2 separate regions of the Mus musculus genome follow, and region 2 is linked to region 1. The links are chromatin contacts, called in public promoter capture Hi-C maps. All regions are on one chromosome and are shown on one strand. The core of a region is the stretch at or near the end of the contact, and the rest is flanking DNA. Distances in the headings are between cores, read along the strand shown. Region 1 holds the start of Kcna6 (potassium voltage-gated channel, shaker-related, subfamily, member 6). Region 2 holds the start of Ndufa9 (NADH:ubiquinone oxidoreductase subunit A9).

What was found. Capture Hi-C pulls out chosen DNA fragments and counts their contacts.
Region 2: a promoter capture Hi-C map of adipose tissue shows a contact between it and region 1. The contact joins the promoter of Ndufa9 here to the promoter of Kcna6 in region 1. A contact is called at or near these places in 1 of 39 promoter capture datasets (macrophages), 4 of 484 Hi-C or Micro-C datasets (Sertoli cells, brain, nephron progenitors and 1 more) and 1 of 9 other capture datasets (adipose tissue).

The regions. Positions count from the first base shown.
Region 1 is chr6:126,738,960-126,743,092 of GRCm38.p6, reverse strand. Kcna6 (potassium voltage-gated channel, shaker-related, subfamily, member 6) reads left to right here and starts at 2,419. Exons shown (of 2, transcript NM_013568.6): 1 at 2,419-4,133. The coding sequence starts at 3,169. All of the region lies in intron 2 of Gm33581 (a long non-coding RNA gene), which reads right to left.
Region 2 is chr6:126,847,167-126,851,299 of GRCm38.p6, reverse strand. It overlaps Ndufa9 (NADH:ubiquinone oxidoreductase subunit A9), which reads left to right and starts at 2,156. Exons shown (of 11, transcript NM_025358.3): 1 at 2,156-2,236. The coding sequence starts at 2,188.

The DNA.
Region 1 (4,133 bases), core at 1,170-3,669:
TGTTTAGCCCCAACACTATGGTGGCCACCAAGTAGCTGCTCAGTTAATGACGAATTAAAGAAATGACCAACCTTGGTGGTCATCGCAAATGTCTAATTTTAGAGACAATAAACAAATGGTCTGTGCTGAAATGAAATTAGAGCCCAGGAGATGGAGGAGGAAGAATCAAATCACAGTCACCTGTCACTGGAAGGAGCAACAAAGTGTCTGCAGAAGGAGGTGGGGCTTGTGCCTTTCCTCTTCAGGGAGCTGGCACTTCTGAAGGTGTGATTCTTTTAAAATCCATCCTTAATATATACTTAGGAGGAACTATCTAGGCACAGGGAATGAGTCTGTCTCACAAAAGAACTAAAAACAGAAGTCTGATTCATGAATTTGCTAATGGCTTCTACCTCCCAAGGGAACTTCCCAGCGTAAAATGAAACCTTTCTAGGGGCTCAGCCTTCCGTCTGACTTGAAGGTAACCACAAATCTGCCTGTGGAATGGCAGAGAGTGACAGCCAGTTTAACAGGAGTATTCAAATGGGTATCTGCAGTCATGCTAAAGCCCGGTCCATCTTCTAGAAGAATGCAATTTCTTCTCATATTTTGCTTCAATACGGACCTCATCAACATCCCATTTCTGGAAGAGGGGCTATGAAGACAACAGACATGCAAATGAATAAGTCACGATAAACCTCAAAAAACAAACCTCAAAGAATCAGGAGCAAGTCAATTTGCAACCCAGGAAATCCTCGTGGAGCACAGGACAGGGTGAGAGTGTGTCTTCTATACTGTGCTTGTTGTTGCTTTATTTTATTTTTTCCTTTGAGTGGAGTAACTTTTGTGTGATGTCTAAATTGCTTAATTACATAGCCTGCAAATGGGAAAACTATCGACTGGGTAAATGCAGCAGACTTGCTCTCTCACCCTTCACTGAACTGTGCATGCGAGGGGAAGGAATGGAAACCAAGTCAAACATAAGAGAGGCAGAGGTTGAGGCTAGGAGACCTGGGGAGGGACAGGCGGGAGCCCAAGCTTCCATGTGTGATGAAGTCAGCATCATCTCCACTCGATTTCCTCCCTACAGGTCCAAGAACTCTGGTTTCCTCCCCTGCCTCATCCCTCTGGGAGCACCTGCTGTGAAAACTGCTGTGGTTTAAAAACAGTCTGTCTAGATCGTATGGCTAAAAACCCATACATGCATCTCATGGCTTGAGAGAATCTTATGTGCCATTACTGTCCTTATCCTACGGACGCTCTTTCTTATGAAGAAACACTGGCCGTTGCCAGCCAATCAACTGTGGCCACGGCAAGTCAAGAGCAAGCTACCTGGTAGTCTGAAACCAGGTGCACCATCCAGCGACTTCATCCACGTGATCTAGGGAGGAAGCCTTTGGGAGAATGGATGGAAAATCTTTTTGGCATTCTAAGAGAGGCAGAGTAGTTTGTCCCATTCAAATCCTACCAAATGAGACTCTATGGCCTAGAAGGGGAGGCCATCTTTCTGGTAAAGCAACTAAAATGTGTTTATTAGATGCTCATCACACATAGCTACATTGTTTATTGACACTTTGACTACCTCCTTTTTGTTTTTCCTTTCCTCCCTTTTCTTGACACAGATAAGTATAAATTGCAGAATCTTTTTATTTACTTTTTTCTTTTCTTCTTTTTTTCTCCAAAGGAGGCGTGAAGCAAAGATTCTTGGCTGCTATTCCTTGTATATAGTGTTTCTTCAATATCATAGTCTTCTGGTGCTTTTTCATGGAGATGATGGTGGACGTCTTCAGGACTCCATGAGAGCACTGGGCACGGGCAGGCTTTTCCTCCCCTCTTACTATCACTGCGCCTTGAAAGAGAGCTGCAGCCTTGCCTTTCCAGGTTGCAAAAGTGAGAGTCTGATGGGGAATTAACATTGGGACACAGCCTAAATGGAAAGCTCTCAAGACATTTAAAAATACTTCATCTTCCCCCCCCCCCCAGGAGAGGTTGAAAATGGCAAACATGTCTTCATGGATATAAAAAACATGGATTTTTCCCTCTCCTGTCCCCCCCCGACCCCCCCAAGTAAATAGCTGTGGAGGGGTCAGGTGCTGTGTATAGCTTATTGGGCAGGGGTGTGTTGTGGGCCAGCGTATGTGATTTCTTTTTGCTGAAATACACTGAGCAGGTCAGCTCGGTGAACAGAAACGAGAAGAGATGACTATGGAGAGATGGAGTGGGTGTGTTATTAGGATACTGCGGCTTGGTTGGGGTGGGGGTGGGGGCGTGCGTGTGAATGTGAGAAAGCAAGAGGCATGCCAGGAGAGCGCGGGAAAGATTACTGGGGAGGCAAGTATACACATCTCTCCCCAGCATCCAGGCTTGCTGCAGCCCCTGACTGGGTAAGGGGTGTGATGTGAGAGTGGGGTGGGCAGCAGGCGGGGCCTGCCACGTCACTTGGAGAGTGTGTTAAGGAGGAAGGGCAGAGCTGAGAGCTGAGCCTGCTGCTGCTGTTGCTGCTGCTGCTGCTGCTGCTGCTGCTGTTGCTGCTGCTGGGGCTGCTGCGGGTGCAGGCAAGGCTTGAAGCGGTGGGGAGGTGGGTCTCCGCGCTTCGGCGCCCGGGAAGGCCCAGGGCGATTCCGAGGCCTCTAGAACAGCTAGCTCCTGGGGAAGAAGGTGGCGGCTGCAATCGCGACCTTGGCCAGACCTAGTTCGGTGGTGGACGTAGGGCGGAGGCGGAGGCCGAGCCCGGGCAGGAGTCTTTGGTGAGCCAGAGGGAGGCGCATCTGGCGCTTAGGTACCAGCGGCAACCCAGAGTCGTGTGCAGCTGGAGAAGCGCAGTAGGACCTGGTGAGAGCCAGCAGGTCTGGAGGGCGGACCTGTGGGTCCTGAGCCCAGTTTTAGGCACCATCGAGAGCTAAGCCACGCGTCTTTTCGGGCAGCCAGTTTCACGCGCGCGACAGTTTGCGGGTTCCAGGCATCTCAGAAATCCTGAGCACGGAGGCGCGGCTATTGAGAGCCAGAGCCACTTCCCAGACCTAGCCTGGCAGAGGGACCAGCTGCAGGGCTCACCGACCTAACCGCCAGGTCAGAGCACGGGCCCCACCCTAAAGGAGGGCACAGCCGAAGCTGTGAAGCGGGTGCCGCTCTCTGGAGCTCGTGTCGTGGGCGCCGTCCTAGTGGCGGGGAGCGCACCGCCGAGGTGACATGAGATCGGAGAAATCCCTGACGCTGGCGGCGCCGGGGGAGGTCCGTGGGCCGGAGGGGGAGCAACAGGATGCGGGTGAGTTCCAGGAGGCCGAGGGCGGCGGCGGCTGCTGTAGTAGTGAGAGGTTGGTGATCAACATCTCCGGGCTGCGCTTCGAGACGCAGCTGCGCACCCTGTCGCTGTTCCCTGACACGCTGCTAGGAGACCCTGGCCGCAGAGTCCGTTTCTTTGACCCCTTGAGGAACGAGTACTTCTTTGACCGCAACCGACCCAGCTTCGACGCTATCCTTTATTACTATCAATCTGGAGGTCGCCTGCGCAGGCCTGTTAATGTGCCCCTGGACATTTTTATGGAAGAGATCCGCTTCTATCAGTTGGGAGAGGAAGCCCTGGCGGCCTTCCGGGAGGATGAGGGTTGCCTGCCCGAAGGTGGCGAGGATGAGAAACCACTCCCCTCCCAGCCTTTCCAGCGACAGGTCTGGCTTCTCTTTGAGTACCCGGAGAGTTCCGGGCCCGCCCGAGGCATCGCCATCGTCTCAGTATTGGTCATCCTCATCTCCATCGTCATCTTTTGCCTGGAGACCTTGCCTCAATTCCGTGCAGATGGGCGCGGTGGAAGCAACGAGGGTAGTGGGACCCGCTTGTCTCCGGCCTCCAGGAGCCACGAGGAAGAAGATGAGGATGAAGATTCCTATGCATTTCCTGGTAGCATTCCCTCTGGGGGGTTGGGGACTGGAGGAACATCTTCACTTAGTACTCTCGGGGGTTCTTTCTTCACAGACCCCTTCTTCTTGGTGGAAACTCTGTGTATCGTCTGGTTCACGTTTGAGCTCCTGGTGCGCTTCTCTGCCTGTCCCAGCAAGGCGGCCTTCTTTCGCAATATCATGAACATCATTGACTTGGTGGCCATTTTCCCCTACTTTATCACCTTGGGCACCGAGCTAGTGCAACGTCACGAGCAGCA
Region 2 (4,133 bases), core at 907-3,406, 110 kb before region 1:
GAGGTAGTTTATAATGGAGTCAAATATGGATAGCCAAATCAAGGTTACCCCAAATTCCATTGTCCAACAGTGAAAAGTTCTTGTAGTAACAGAACAAAGAGAATTACAAGTAAACACTTTTCAAATCCATGTGTAGAAACATCAGGTGGGCAAGGTGGGATCTTCTAATAAATCAGGAGACACCTGAGATGTATGGACCTTAAAGGCTATCTGATGATAGTCTCAGCTTCTGGGTTAGTAGCAGCTAATGATCCCCTTAAAGACCCCAAAGGGTTTCAGCCCAAAGAGGACAGGGGTACCACAGGAAGACCAACAAAGTCAACTACCCTGAACCCTTGGGGGCTCCCAGAGACTGAACCACCAACCAAAGAGCAAGCATGTGCCAGAATATATGTAGCAGATGTGCAGCTTGGTCTTCATATGGTTTCCCCAACTAGAGACTTGTCCTTGAATCTGCTGCCTGCCTGCCTGCCTGCCTGCCTGCTTGCCTGCCTGCCTGCCTGTGGATCCCATGCCCCTAACTGGGCTGCCTTGGCCTTGTCTGGCCTCGGCGAGGTGAGAAAGGATGTGCCTGCAGTGACTAGATGTGTGGGGGTGGGGGTGATACTCAGAGGGGAACACCCCCTTCTCAAAGGAGAAGGGGAGAATGGGGGTAGGATCTTCGTGAGGGGGAACTGGGAGGAGAAAGGGGAGGGGACTGACATTGGGATGTAAAGTGAATAAATATATTAAAATGTTTTCAGGTGATGGTCACAAAGACGATAGGGCACACACAAAGGTGGATAATAAATGGCTATTTAGAGGGCTAAGGATAGCCCAGGGTAATCTTGGATCTGCAACACTCCTTTCTCTATTATTATTATTACAGTTTTAATCAATTAATCAGCCTTTCTAGAAAGTTCAGAACTTGCAGCTTCTTTCTGGGAACTTCAGTTTGCAAGCCCATGTCTTTTACTCAGGTATAGCTAGAGGATGACTGGAATCAAGTTTTTTAATTTTTTAAAATTTGAGACAAGGTCACCTAGGCTGGCCTGGATCTCCCTATCCTCCTGTCCCTGCCTTCCAAGAGCTGGGATTATAGGCAGGGACCACCAGAGCCTGAAAAAAGATTTTTAAATGCAAGTGGTTCTATTTTCTCAGAACATCCCGAGGCTCCAGGTAAATCTTTGCAGAACAACACAGATTTTCAAAGAGGCCCAGTTTTTAAAAAAGCTGCTCTGGGTAAAGCCAGCAGTTTTTCCATAAGAAAAATATGTTGAATGTCAAGCATAGCATGCGATTTTATATCACATTTCAGGTGATTCACGTTTCAAAACCATTTATAAATCTCTGGATCAGCCCAGGGTGGTGACTCCTACCTGAAGCAGAGAGCTGTACCACAAGTTCGAAGCCAACTAGGACTTCAAAGGGAGACCCTGTCTCAAAAATTCCAAAAATAGAACTTCTCGTTTCATAATTCAGTTAGTGATGAGTGTGCTTCAATAAACAAAATTCACGACCGAACAAACACATAAACCCCAGCCAATCAAATTCACGACACAGAGACTGATCACCGCGTTGGAAAAGGTGATCAGAAGTCCCTGGTGAGGTCATCTATGAGTGGAATTGAATTGGTGCAGACATCTAAGTATGCATTCTATGAAAGGGGACAGTGAACACTAACGCCCTGCAAAAGGATGTTCCTGGCGGCGTTGGCGTGCGAGGGGCTTAGGGTGGGGGCGCCTCTGCATTTCTATTTAACTCCCCCACTTGTACACTGTACGCAGACCCTATTACACCTTTTTCCTCCGTGCAACTCCTTGAGTGCAGGGGCACCCTTCCTTCTTACCCCTGCAGAGCTGTCTGACTCTTTTTGGTAATTAGCCCATAGAAAAAGGGTCTTTGAAAGCTGGCCATTTTGCATGCCCTTGAGTCAGTCCTTGGTTAACTCTGAAATGCAGATTCCCCGGAAATATCAGGTGGTCTTCACAACCCATTCCAAAACCGGGACTGTATTTTCCCCTGCCTTCTCCTCCTCTTTTTCTTTTTCTCTCCTCTGCTTTTACTCCCAGGCTCTCTTATCAACCATCAACCTGCCACTTCCGTTCCCAGTTGGCGTTTGCGCAGAGAGGTCCTTGAGATACCATTTGACCCCGCGTTGTTGCCGTAGTTGGCGGAAGCACCGGCCGTGAGGCATTGTGGGAGAAGATGGCGGCCGCCGTCCGCTTTCGGGTTGTTAGAGCGCTTCCAATGTCACGTAAGTGTCACCGGGGACCGGGTCTTGGGGTTGCATTCGGCGACGGGAACATGACCTTTCTTCCTCATACTCTTGGCTCATGTGTGAAACTGCACTCGGCAAGGGGACGGAGAGCTGGAGGAGCTGGGAGGGACGAGGAGAACCCGGACACTGACAGGTTCGAGATAGTGCGTGGATTGTGGGGAAGGTTGCGGTCCAAGAGAGTACTTATCCAGGGGAAAGGGGGCTTGGACGGCAGGACATCGATTGACTTCATGGTGGTGATCGCACTGGAAATCAGAATCCGCGCCACAGATGTCAGGTTGTGGCGGTAGGGACTGCAGCAGCGAGAGATGGTTGTGGAGAGTCGGGAGCTGGGTGGAAAGAAAAGTGAAGGACCGCTTAGAATTTGTCAGCGTTGTTTATTTACTCTTCTGTCGTGATTGAATGTGTTCACAGCCCTCAAATCGAAACCATGCATTTGCACCTGCAGATCAAGGGAGGCAAAGCATTCAGTCGTTACAGTTCACGGCCCTTCCACTCTCCACGCCACAAACATGCCCGCTTCACTTACAGTTTTCCATAGTGTGTTTTTAAAAAACTCGTTACAGAATGTCAAGTCATTCTCAAAATCGCTTCATGTCAGACCACGTAGAAGAGCTTTTGTTCTTAGGGTAGTGGGAGCAGGAAATTCCAACAGACGCTAAGCTGGGGTCAGATGTCCTTATGCCATTGCTAAAGCCATCACCACTTCTTTGCCATGTCCATTGCTTCTTTCTTCATGTCCCCAACTGAGCCCACACTACTGAAAGTAGACAAAACATGGCCATTCCCAAGAAGTTTTTTATTAGGCCCTCTGCCACACTACAGGGAAAAACAGCACAGAAGAGGGTCTCCCGGGAGACTCGCTAGATAGGCAGAGAAGGGATATTTGGAGCAATCACAGCCTATCCTCTTTAGTACCAGTCACAGTTGGCCCTCTGTGCATGTTCTCTAACCTCAGAAATGAGTACAGGGTCATCTAGAATTGGGTTGTAACAGCATAAAAATCTGGGACAAACTGTTTGAGGTGACCTGGCCGAGGAGGGGCTTTCAGGAGTCAGGGCTGCTTGGTTCATGTAGTTTCCCCAAGGCATCCATGTGATTGATATTCAGGGTTTCTGGTGCTGCCATTAGGGCTGATTGATAGTCTTCTGCTCAGATAATCAGAATAGCAAGAGATAGTCCAACAGCTGCTAATTAGGGAGTCAGCTGTTCCTGTACCCCAGTCTTTTTTATTTACTGTAAATGAACATCAAAGGAGCTTTAGAGTAGGATTTTATAAGACAGAAAGACATGGTAGCTCACACCTGTAACCTCAGTGCTTAAGACACAGAGGCAGGAGGATCATTGTGGGTTCAAAGGCAGTTAGGGCTACATAGGGAGTTCTGGAGTAACCCGATTACATAACGACACTCTCTTAACAGTTTTAGATGAGGCCAGGGCTGCCCCAGGGTGCCCTGCTTCTTAGTGCATCATTTGCATTCTCACCAGCCCCTCCCTAAAGATCCATTTTCGGTGTTTTTTTGTTTGTTGTTTTTTGACATCAAAACTGTACTCCTTCTGTTTATCTTCTTCTTTTCTGTATGGATATTTCTTTAGGGTAAGAGAGTATATATGTGTATGGCACAACCATATCCACTGGAAATGGCAAGACTCATGATGCCAGCATTGTTGTTTGACACAGTTCCAGCAAAGCTGAGCAGATTGCTACAATCACTGTCCTTCAATCTCTAGCTTTTTGGGTTTTGATCTCTGCATAGTGCATCCTTGGGGACTTTCTCCATCATGTTTCATTTTCCTGAGATTCGTTTTATGTCATTTCCTGAGCCTTTTTAGGAAAATCCCAAAAAGACTGGCCACCATTTAGAAGTCTTCT